Linked DNA regions of Zea mays: region 1 is linked to region 2. A link is a contact called in public Hi-C data. All regions are on one chromosome and are shown on one strand. Each heading gives the region's core, a stretch centred on a gene start, on an enhancer-like site or on the middle of the called end of the contact. The rest is flanking DNA. Distances are from core to core; before and after follow the strand shown.

Region 1 (6,221 bases), core at 2,271-4,770, 100 kb before region 2:
TTGGTTAGGACCCTCGGGTCAAAACACCGATAGTAGTCTAGTATATATTTCATCACAGCATATCCAACCAAAATTTGAATTTGGATAGATAAACTTCAACAGAGAAAAAATGCCAACGAGCTGACTTTAGATTTGGCCGTGCGTTATTTATTATCCATTGCCTGCCGGTTGGTGTTTTCGTCGTGTTGCGTTGGTGAGAAGACCTCTCTGCCTCTAGTGCATGAACATTGCATGATATTGTTCCTTGCAGTGCAGCTGGCTACCTTTTGCAAAAGCTTGTGCTCGTGCCTGCTGCCTCCTGCCAAAGGTAGGTGTTCCATTCATCTTTTTACGTTCATGTTGTCACGTCCTTCCTCTTTGTCCTACAACACAGTAAACGTATTTTATACAGATATATACACATTTTCTGTCAATTTTAACTAACAATGATTAAAAAAAACACATATATATTTTGGCATAAAACTCGTACCAATATTTTTGTTCAAATTAACGCTTTTTATAATAATTAATTCTTGAGCAAGTAACAAAATATTTGTAGAAGAAATTAAGAATCAAACTATTAAAAATATATTTTATGTAATTTTTACTAATTACTATATAGCTCACCTAACGCTATCATCTCAGTGAGAGAAAAGGAGGGGTCAACGACGGCAGCTGTGGTAGGAGAGGTTGACGATGGTGGCGGCGACGCGAGTCAGGGGGAGGGGGAGACCGGATCACGAGAAAAGGGAGGGATAAAGAATGATTCAAATAATATTGTTTATTGAAGTTGAGTAAGTAAGACAGAGAAGATTATCCAGCGATCCGAATCATTGATTTGGTGTGTTAAATATAAGTGCAATTTATTTTTGATAGATTTTTTTTGGAGATTATGTGTGTGAGTGTGATTTGGTTGGGTGAGATTTGCAAAGTTTAGACCGGTAGATTATATAACGGTATATATATAGATGAAATACATTTATAATTTCAGAACGGAGAGAGAGTATACGCTAATGGCTCTCACAGTCGATCTCACGTGTCGGTCATTTCTCGATCGAGCAAAGGAAGTACGTACTCTCTCCGTTTCGTTTTAGTTGTTGCTGGATAGTACAAAATTGAACTATCCAGCGACAACAAAAAAACAGAGAGTATATATATATATATATATATATATATATATATATATATATATATATATATATATATATATATATATGCTTGCTTCTCTGGTATTGTTTTATTAGAGTATAATAAGCTTCTCTATCGGTGTCATCTTGTCAACAAGACAAGCCCAGATTTCTCCACACAGTTCGCATGATACGCGTGCTTGAGATCGACTATGCATATGCATCTGCCGACAGTTGTTGTTTCTTCTTGCATTGTCGATGAACATCCTAAGTCAAATGTGGGGCATGGTATGGCATGGGGCAACCTTTTAGATTGTCGACCGTACCAGTGTTCCCTTAATTTGGTAGTACCTGCTCTCGTACGTCCTTACCTCTTGTTTTAACCTGGACCACCAGTTGACATATGATCTCGGCAAATTTGACTCTCTACGTTACAATGTATGTTGGATAAAGCAATGGCACCCACGGTGTGGTCTTGGTCGTCAATCTGACCTCTTCCCAACAAATTAAAGCACAAATCAAGGGCGTTCTAGGGACAATGAAATCGGTCTAGGGTGAGCATGACTACACTTTGGGTCATGTGACACAAGCTTAGCTATAGCTTGATATATACAAAGAAATCACACAACGACATAATAACCAGTAATAACATGCATGCATAGTGTGTGTGCCCATGCTGGCATTGGCACAAATAAAGACACGCACGGCTCGGGCTCGGCTAGTGCATAGCTCAAATGTCTCACTCTTAAGCCACCATATATCAGTTATGTCCACATCTAATATGACAATCTATTTTTACCGTTTTTACGAGGATTATCACATGAAATGTTATGTTAACGATTCAATTGTTATATTAGTGACTACTGATTTAGTTTCATCCGTAAAGACAATAAAAGATTAAATGTCCTTATCCAACACGCGGTCGTCCTAGCTAGTTTGCATCCTAACCCCCAGTCATCTGATATTTGACACACATGTTGCTGTCTGACTGGTGGTTGCCTTCCATCTACTCCATGACACGACTACGGTCGACAGACACCCATGCCTAGGTTATAAATCGGCAAGTGGTAATAGCCAATTGGTCATGTTACCCATCGCAAAGTAACAGTCGTTTGTCGTTAGACCACTAGTGTCACAGTTGGCTGTTAATTTAGTAGCCCCTCCTTTAATTCGTTTCTGGATCCGCTACTGTACCAACTGGACAACAGCACGTATCGTCCCACATTATTTTTCGGATGGAGGCGTGTGAAGGGAGGAAGGTTTGGTTGGTTGGTTGGTTGGCCTGGACACTACTGTGCTTGTTTGCTTCGAAGGTAGCGCTCCCTTCGCTTTGGGCAGTGTTTCCCTGTGCCCAACCAGTGTGCTGTGTGTGGTCCTTGCAGCGTGTGCTGGGCTGCTAGGTCGTGGCCCCTCCCTTCGTTTTTCTTCTTTGACTTTCCGCGCGCTGCTGAGAAACAATTGAATGCGCCACCAAGAGAGCCTACACATCACCCGTTCTAATCAGTGCTACTGCTACCATGATCTCAAACACCAGAAGAGCAAATGTCTCCCCTCTACCCATGAGTGATGGTTACTACCTTTTGTTCACAGGAAGATTCCATGTGATGAAACAAAATAATGTTGTAAATCGAAGTCGAAAAGAGTATATATGAACGGAGACTTTCCAATGCCTTAAATTTTTTAAAGAACAGGAGAAAGTAAGTCTGCGAGTTCATACACATTATCATTGTTATTATTCAGCCCTATCCCTTGTAAGGTCGTCTTCAACAGGTCGTACATATGGTCGTGCAAAACATCGTTTTAAACTATAGATTGTATTGTTTACATACTAGAGTTTAAAATAAGAAACGAGATAAGAAGGCTGCTCAAGACAGCCTAAGGTTTGATCGAACGCTAGCCGATACAAGTCGATGACGTGGCCTCACGTGCGATCGGTACTGACCGCCGCGGAAGCATCGCTGGTCGCTTATATTAATTTAATTAGTTTTGTCTAAATTATACAAGGACCCTTAGCTTAGGCCTGGTTTGGATGACTAAACTTCACATTAAATCACTTTAGCACGTATGGGTTAATGTAAATATATGGATATCCAAACATGTACGTAATAGGAATACGCCAAAAATCAAAGTGTTCAAATACTTAGATCTTATTTTGATGTCTTGTATGCCCCTCACGTGAATTGGGTGGATATATATGGCGTGTAGAAAGGAAGTGGATCTTCGTTCCGTTCCCCCCAACAATAACATTTGCCCCCTTTGCCTTTGTGACTTTTTTTTTGGCAAAAAATAAAGCTCATAGAAACGGTTTCTCTCTCTCTCTCTCGCCCTCCTCACATGGCGCAGCAGTGCTAGAGCTACAGTTCACGTCGATCCATTTGTCTTCTCTAGCTCTGGTAGTAGTCCTCTTTTTTATACGCTGTGTTGTGTGAGGCCAAGGGGAAGTTCTCACACACACTCTCTCTCTACAACTTCTCCTTGTGCTGTGTGAGCATTGCCAGCCCATTGCTTTCTCTTTGGACGTAGTACAGTGCTTGCTGTCGCTAGACATTTTGGGTTGGTGCGACAAAAGGTCAAAAGTCTACGTTGAACGCCACCTCCATCTCACATGCCAGGTGTGCAAAGAGGCCTGGTGACTCATCAACCAAGGCTGTCCTTTTTGCCATTGCTTTTTCCGGGATCCTCTTGTCAACCCAATACTTTTAATACCATACTTCAGTTGGTGAAACAGATTAGACACAATAGAATAACAGACTCTGATCTTAAAAGCTTCTAGTTTGATCGTCAACATAAAAAAAGCACTTAGATGCTGTTGGTTCGGCCGTTTTGACATGGGACTGATTACAGCGCATGGCGATTACGTTAGTTAGTTTGTGTTTTGTTCCGATATGTTGTGAATGAATATCGTGGAATCAGACCCCACGTTTTTTTTGAAATGCGATAACGCGGCATCAAGAGATGAAATAAATCCCGTCGCCCGCGCTTCCTGTTCCTTCGAGCTTTTTTTTTCCATTAACGACATGAACCAAACAATCAAGGGTATTAGTTACCTTCTTCCATATGGTAGAGGTATTCATTCCATTGCCGTTTGCATTTACGTGCTTGTAACCAAACAACATGTTAGTCCTATAGATTAACTAGGTAAGGTTGATGTTCAGAATGGGATAAAAACACTTGTATGATCTATAATTATTTTCCATCAAAGCATCACATCTCTTCTTAAATAACATGGTACTTATGTCCTCGCCTTGTACACCTTGACAATACGAGAGTGCATTTTAGGGGATGTTTAGGACTACTCTACACCACTAATTTTAGCTCTGCTCCACAAATCAATTGCCAAATACTCCCAACTCCAACCAGCTCCACACCTAAAATATTTGGAGTTTACCTCAACTCCAATTTGGTGGAGCCTCAAAAGAGGTGCTCCACAAATTCATGTTTCCACTGCCCCCATGGAGTTGGTATGAAACCACCATACCATTGGTTACACAACATACCAGTTCGTTTCGTTCTATTTTCTTTCCGCTCGTTTCCCCACCCAAGACCAACACAAGCCTCACTGTCACGGTGAAACTTGTTGCCGAGGACACGGAGCTCGAAGCTTAGCATTGGGGCTCGAGCGTGGAGCTCGATGCCGAAGCTCAGTGAGTGGGGCACTGAGTGTAGTAGCAGGGCTCATTGGACAGGGGCATGGAGCTCAACACTCCCTCTCCTCCCATCTCCATGGCTCGCCTCACTGCTCATAGACACCATCATGGAACTCGTGTTGGCATCTACAGAGCATGGGCTTGGCCTCTCCCTCTCCAGCAAGCTAAGGACGGGGAGCACGCTGCGCATACCGTCTGGTAGAGGCGGCACACGGTAGCAGCGACGCGAGCGATCAACTGTAGCATGAGGTTAGTAGCGGCAATGTGGGTGCGTCAACTATTGTGCAAGGAAAGCATGTGCGACATGATGAAAGTAGCGCACAAGGCGTTCGACGATATGCCAAGGAGATGGAGAGTTGTCACAACAAACTCGACCCACCACCATTATTCATCTGTGGTGCAAACATCAACATGTCGTGATTATTTTGTCAAGTATGTGTTGTCCAAGCGATGGTGTGCATGGTTTAGCAACCAATGAAAAAGAAGAACACAAGGAAATGAGTGTATGACATATGGGATCAAATTTGAAGGGTACAATAGACATTTCATGTTAAGTCTGACATTTTTAAAGCTGGAGTTTCCTGCAACCCAAACAATTTAAAAACTTTACAAACTCTATAGTGGAGCTACTCCACGGTAGTGTTGTTGAGCATAGCTAAAAGTGGTAGAGTAGAGCAGTCTCAAACACCTCCTAATCGATTTGAGTGTTGTTCATGTTACTCGTCTCTTTGACCAAGTTTCATGACATAAAAACATAGGATTGAGAATCGTATAGGAATTGCTAATGTTCATGCATTTGTTTCATAGGAAAAATCATAAGAATAATGTACGAAATTTCCTACTATTGGGGTGTGCCTTTGCCTAAGGTCCTCAAACTCATCAATGTCATCTATCTTCAAACTTGTTTTAGGAACAACGAAGTAACCTTCGTCAAAAAAAGTAACAGCTTCAATGCAGGAGATGAGGGAGACAAACGAAGCACCACGAAGCAACCAAGAGACGAAGGAGGACTTAAGCAGCGTGCCCAACATGTCTCAAGAAGAAAAAATACTACAATGCCCTCGATGGGCTCTATAGATTGTATGTATAGGATTTGGGTACACAAATGTAATTTCATAAGGAGTTGTACATCGAGTTGCTCCTATAAATAGAGATACAATGCCCATACAGAGACTCAGCTGGAGGACAATTCATGTGCTCATACATTTTCAAGTGGCTCTATATTCAAAGCTTTAATATTCTAACCTCTTCGAACACCCGTTAGGTGCCTGGAAGGTATATTCATAATTATCCATTACCGAGGGAAAAATGATAAAGCACCAAGTTTATGACAAATAGTTCCCATACCTTTATTCTTTAGATCATTACATGTTTGTATTCACTAATATCTTTTCCCCTTAATATATTTCTTCTCCGTAAGAAGGTTAAAGGGGAGGAGATATCATGACTTTAATTTTGTTGCCCTGTT
Region 2 (6,582 bases), core at 3,286-5,785:
TGCTTGGAGACTTGAGAGAGGATTACTTGTGTTCTTTTGTTGCTCTTGTTGCTTGGATTGCTTTCTCCTCCTCTATTCTTATTCTCATAAGTGCTTTGTAAAGCTAGCAAGAGACACCTAAGTGTGTGGTGATCCTTGTGGGGTCTTAGTGACCTAAGTGATTAAGGAGAAAGCTCAACCGGTCTAAGTGATCGATTGAGAGAGGAAAAGGGTTGGAATAGACCCAGCCTTTGTGGCCTCCTCAATGGGGACTAGGTTCTTTGGAACCGAACCTCGGTAAAACAAATCACCGTGTTCACTTGTTGATTCTCACTTGATTTGTTTTCCTCTCTCTAAAGTTCCCTTGCTTATATTGATTTGAGTTTGCTCCCAAATGTTATCCACATTAATTGAGCAACTCTAAGCAAGGAGAACTATCTTACTTACTCCGATTTAATTCTAACGCTAACCCCGGCCTTAGTACGTGTTTAAAGTTTATAAATTTCAGGTTTCGCCTATTCACCCCCCTCTATGCGACTATCGGGAGCGACCGACCAAGTCCCCATCGAGCAAGTCTGCGAGGCGGAGCGACCGACCAAGTCGCCACCGAGCAAGTCGGTGAGGCGGACCGGTCGACCAAGTCCCCGTCGAGCAAGTCTGCGAGACGAAACGGCTGACAAAGTCCCCGTCGAACAAGTTTGCAAGGTAGATATCCAAGTTTAGCGCTACGAGCCCACGCTAAATGTGACAAGACGTGTCACCTCTAGGCCGCGACCGGACATACGTGTAGCAGACCGGGGACACGCTAGGAGGTCGCTATCAACATGATTGCACATCCCCACGTACGGTCCTAGGTGCGCCCCCACTGCCTCGAGAGTCCAGTCGACCCTGGTCATGGGGGTTCTCAGCATCAGAGCTTCTACAATGACCCGTATACCGGATAATGCACAGTAGATACACCATACCGGGTGTACGCCCCGTATGACAAATGAACGGGCAGTATGCCATGCCGGGAGTACGGCTACGCACGGCCTTACAGACGACGTCAGAAGGACTACATTATCCAGGAGCAATGAACCATGCTAGCGAACGAACCATGCTCTTGCTAGCAGAATACAAGTCTCCACTGTAAGGTTCTGCCCTTGTGCTATAAAAGGGCATGATCCCTTCCATCTACACACAAGCACACCAGTTGTAACCACGCCTCCAAGCAATACTACGATCAGCACTACACTAGACTAGGGCGCGAGCCTGAACCAGTATAAGCCCTCTGTCTCTACCCACGTTTGAGTCTCAGCGATTCACCATTCGGAGTGAGTCCACACTAACACCCCCGTCGAACACAAATCTTGTTGTCTCCGATTTTTAAAAACACAACACTAATCTAGACTAAGGTACTACTACGCATAGAACATTTGATTGATTGGGCGAAAATATATATTGGGGACATTTGGACCTGTTCCCAGGCAACGCTTCCCAACATATTCTCACGCGATTGGTCAGATAAGTACAGGCGGGATAAGGACTCTCGCCTGAACTAATCTAATCGCGGACCATCTATACTACAACTGTGGGCTGTCTGGGGCGTGGATCTGAGCCGCATGGTCGGACCGTCCGGTCTTACCCGGTGCCACAAGAGGAGTCAAATAAACGAGCAAGATTCTAGCCACCCCATATATTTGTTGGTGTTTCACGGCATCAAATGAGAATGAAACGTTCATTGAGATTGATATAAGGGCATATACAATTCAATACTCTATTTCTTAAAAGGTCTCTAAGGGAGTATGTTATAAAAAGAGGAGACTGTCCTTTTGCAGAGAACATGTCTCTTACACGACCTACTCTAATGCCACTTCAAAATGTATGAGCGCGTGAATCGTTTTCGTATGGAGGATTAAATTGTTTGTACTGCTGCACCTTTAATTTATAGAGACAAAAACATTGTATAATTAATAGAAGCAGGTAGAGATTAAAGTCAAGCAAAAAAGCTGGTTAATAAAACTTTTTTGCACCGTTTTCAAAACACAGCTGACCTAATGGCACAAGAAACATTTGCCTCGTGTCATAGTTTTAATTTCGCTCCCTCCCCGCTCATTAATACGCCCAGCACATACACTCTTCAAGTTCAGAGACAACATTCCCAGCAACATTCAATTCATGCTAGGACAAATAAACAAGGATTTTAATGTGGGGTGCTACATTTATTGATTTATCGTTACAATGAAACAAGATTTGAAGAGCTGGTAGTAGTACCACAAAACTAGGCAGGGTTGACATTAAATGGAGGCTCATCTCCCGAGCGTTGCATTTCATTTCATTTTCGTGGGGGGTAGCGGGGAGCTGCAGCATTTGCATCGAAGGGAGGTCTAGATAAAGAGAGAGAGAGAGGAGGGAAATGAAATCGAGACAGTAGTGGAGGGAAACGCGAGGCAGGCGCAGCCACAGGGCGAGAGCAGTGCTGCTACAGTAGTGGCCGCTGCAGCAGACAGGACAACGGAGGTCGGAGGCCCCTTCCAAGCAAGCAATGCCAAGAACCAACAAGAACACGGCAAGAACTAGCATCACTACAGTTGCAACAAATACTAAATCGCCATCGATCTCGACGGCAAATTATCCGCTAATCATCTTCCACCTCCAGCTAAGTTCTCTGAGAACCATCATTGCAAAATGTGCTGCCACAAGCATGCAAACATTACTCCCGCCATAAGCATGCAAACAAGGACATCTTTTCTTATCTCTCTTGCCCCCCATCTGTCACGGCAATGGGCAAAATAGTTCGTTCTCCTGCTCACCGACGCGAGCCAATGATGCTCCTTGTTCTCCATTCTCCACCGCCACCGAACGGCGGTCTCGCCATAGGCACCGTTTCCGGCACGGTGCGTCACGCGGCGCAGGTGGACGGCCAGGCGTCGCGGCTCTCCTCGTCGGGGGGTAGCTGATGCGGGACCTGGACCGGTGGCGCGACCCCGGCTGACGCCGACGCCGACGCCGACGCCGCCGCTGCGCGCTTGGGGGCCCGACCTGGTGGCTCTGGAGAGGACGACACGGACACGGACGCCGACGGCGCCCACGGGCCGACCGCCGCAGCCATAGCGGTGGCGGACGTCGAGCTCTCGCAGCTGAAGCAGGACAGCGCGCCGATCACGCCGCTCGGGCTCGGCGGCGGCGAGTACAACTGCGCCGCCGCGTGCTTACGCTTATTTCCGGCGCTCACGCCGACATCGCAGGCGAGGAAGCTCATGCCCGTCACCTCGGAGATGATCTTGGCACACTCGGCGGTCTTGTCCTGCGACGCGTCCAGCGGTTGGTTATCAACGCAGTCTCACAACAGCCTACAGTATTGTGCTGATGCAATGGCATTGTGCTGCGCTGACCTCGGGGGCATTGATGAGCGCCAGGAGCTCCGTGTCGCCGTCGCCGTCGCCGCCGTCGCCGGCGGCGGCTGTGATCAGCAACGCGGCGGCGGCCCACGCCGAAGGCCGGTGCCGAGGCCACCTCCAGTCTGCCATGTTTTTCGAACACATAAAAATCAAGTCTTTGGCACGGAAATGCAACTACACTACCACTGGCTGGAAATCTGGAACTCGCACAATGGAGGAGCACGCACCGGCCATGACCGCGAGCAGGACGCCCTCGCAGCTACGCAGGCGCGTCGCAGCGTCGGCGAGGACGGGCTGGAGGTAGGAGAAGGGCGTGACAGGGTGCATCCGCCACCCAAGCGCGGAGAGCACGAGCAGCTCCATCCGGCGCACCGTCTTGGCCTCGAATACGTACGGATCCGCGGCGTCAGCGGCGGCGTAGAGCTGGAGGTCGAGGAGCGGCGGCACGCGCGTCTCCTCGACCTTGGCGGCGAGCGCGAAGCAGGTGACGGCGGCTAGGCGCGCCATCCAGGGCTGGTCGCCGAGCCGGAGCGCGCCCCCGGGGAGGAAGCAGCGGTCGAGGTAGGCGGCGGCGAGCGCGGCGGTGAGCGCGGAGAAGCCTAGCCGCGCCGCGGCGCGTGAAACCCAGCCGACCGCGGCCTCACGCCCAGCTGCGCCGCCGTACCCGCCATCCTCCGCCAGCACCACCCCCTCCTTGGCCCGGTGTGCCTCGAACAGCGCCGGCAGCTCGTCGTCGAGGACAGCCGGCTCCTGCTGTCCGTGCTGGCCCGGCCACTGCTCGTCCGCACCCTCGCCGGGTTCGTCGCGGTACAGATCGAGGTGCTCCTCCGGGCAGTACAGGGGGTCGAACAGCGCGGCGAAAGCTGCCATGGTTTGATTCACTGCTAGGAGAGGTAGGCCCGGCCCGATGGAGAGATCGAGCGAAGGGGGAGCTCAGACAGCGACGGCGGCGGAGGAAGCGGAGAGCAGCTGCAGCGGCATCTCCTCCTCCATGGCGTGAGGGAAGTTGCAGCTAGGAAAAAATCGTCCTTTTTTTTCTTGGTCTTTGGCGTGGCGTGGCGAGTGACGAAGCGAAAGGCAGAGGAGGAGAATCCGAAGTGGCAAGGAGGGAAAGTGAGGTTTTATTGGGGTTCGAGAGGAGGAAAGGAAGACGAAGAGATAGAGAGAGAATGCGGGAGGGACGAGCGGGAGAGTGTGACACGCATGCTGCACAGCGGCTTCTTTATTGCCGCGGCGTGGAGAGGGAGAGGGGCCGAGCTTGTGTCCAGTCCATGGCTTTTTGATTTTCGGGCTTCCCTCCAACATCTTTTTGGGTTCCCCAGGCAGGAGCAGCGACGCGCAGCAGCTGCACTGCACTCTGCACACTAGCTAGTGCCTCTCCGTCCGTCTCCGAATGACCAGTGAAGTGGGTAGGGGCTTTTCGTGCCTACCCTTTCTTGGTCTACTGCATACATCAGGACAAACTAACCTCCAGTAGACCAGTACCTCTCCCTCTCATCTCGTCCCAACTGTCCGTTCCAATCAGCACGGTCCCAACTGTCCGTTCCAATCAGGACAACTTTCGTTTGGTTATTCCCTGCCATAAACTTTGAAATATAAAAAAAAACGTATTTTCATCTAACGACACTAATTGTTGGAAATAATAGCAATTTATAATGAACAAATTGATTATAATAATATAATACAAGAAACAACAGCATGCTCGATATATATAATTCACTAACAGCTCGTATACTAGTGCTAGTGACAGAAATAAATATCCGCATAAACATTCATATAGTGAGATTGCAGGCGCTAGAACAAGCACAAGAGTAGACGTAGTAGACCAGCGAGCACGACGACGTCGTCGTAGAGAAAGCAGACAAACAGCGAGCAGTCGTGACGACGCTTTCTAAAAACCTGATATGGACCTTACCCTATGCAGTGACACGAGGGGGCATAGGGTTCGGAGATCCTACTCTCCCGACTCGATGGCACATCGGCAGCGGGATGGGGAAGACGAAGGCAGTGTAGCGCTCTGGTGTGAGGAGAAAAGTATTTACTGAGGAACGACGTCTCACCCTTGATATGTACACTTGACGTGGCCAAAGCAGACAAATAATCAGCCACGTAATTACAGCACTAACATGACAATCAATCACAATTAATGCGAGAATAATTGCTTACCAAAATAGGTCAGCGTACTTTTCTCCGGACATGCAAAATATCAAGTAGCAAAAGAAAGTCGTGCACCCTCAAGGCCGGAAGCGAGAAATCGTCGAACCATTCACACGCATGTCGTGCGCCCACACCCATTGGCCCGCCCGGCCCAGCCCGACAAGGCGCGGCAAGCGTGCGCGTGGGTTCTCTCTTTTCGTCTCATCAATGGCTTCAACCAGGTGGATACAACTCAACTATTTAAGTTGGCCTCACTCCACCTAGAGTAGCAAGGTGGTATTAAAGTTCCCACCATACCATGCATGTGTGAGTGGGTCTTTGGGATTTACAGAAATTATTATTTGGGTCAAGCCCAAATTCTCTAGCAATCCCCCACCAGATCACAGAGGCACATTTCATCCTCCCTATACCAAAGTACTATTAATATAGTAGCTTTTCGGTGGATACCAGCTAAGGTTGAACATCCACCTAGAACGACTAGTTAGGCTCATCCACAACTGCACAATAGACTAAGCCATGAATTGGCAGTTTGGTGTGAACAAGTTTCACTCAACGTCTGAACTCATACTAGGCTACCAATTGCCTACCCCACGAGTGGAGTGTATAGGTCATACTCTTGTCTCTCTTCACGAGCTTCTTAAAGAATTCCCAAATCCTACAAACTGCAACCAACAGTTGAGTTCACATAGGTGTGATCTTACAAGAATACTATGTAGGATAGAATCTTGCTATAAAGCCTCAGAACACAATAAGACTAAGTCAACCTACCTTACATAAATGAGAGTACTACATCTACAATGGAGTGGGTTAGAAGTAAGGTGTACTCTCATGTTAACCAACAGCTTGTTCTTCCTATATCCTAATTCATGGGTGCTCTGATCACATAGGTTGGATTACCACTGAGGTTAACTCAAATGGGTCTTAGTCCCATCTCCTTCGATGCATTATCAATCATAGTACGTGATAGTCCCTTAGTGAAGGGTCTGCCAGGTTCTTAGCTGTCTAGATATAATCCACATATATTACTACAGAGCTTCTCAGTTCCTGATAGACTTTATAGTCAACG

What was found. A called contact is a pair of places that touch in the nucleus more often than the background predicts.
Region 1: a Hi-C map of endosperm shows a contact between it and region 2, with 4 times the contacts expected there. The contact joins the enhancer-like site here to the promoter of LOC100285752 in region 2. A contact is called at or near these places in 5 of 25 Hi-C or Micro-C datasets (ear, endosperm, leaf and 1 more) and 1 of 3 datasets of contacts at active chromatin or transcription factors (leaf).

Annotation. Positions count from the first base shown.
Region 1 is chr2:167,853,815-167,860,035 of Zm-B73-REFERENCE-NAM-5.0, reverse strand. No RefSeq gene overlaps it. Among protein-coding and RNA genes, the nearest start is that of LOC100282883, 35 kb to the left of the region's middle. Within about 2 kb of position 3,520, at least 15 of the 20 cell types and tissues checked have an H3K27ac peak or open chromatin away from gene starts, as enhancers often do. A contact at or near this core is called in ear, endosperm and tassel, where this site is marked.
Region 2 is chr2:167,750,832-167,757,413 of Zm-B73-REFERENCE-NAM-5.0, reverse strand. LOC100285752 (cyclin delta-3) reads right to left here and starts at 4,535. Exons shown (of 3, transcript NM_001372330.1): 1 at 3,587-4,535; 2 at 3,354-3,481; 3 at 2,505-3,265. The coding sequence starts at 4,229. The coding sequence ends at 2,861.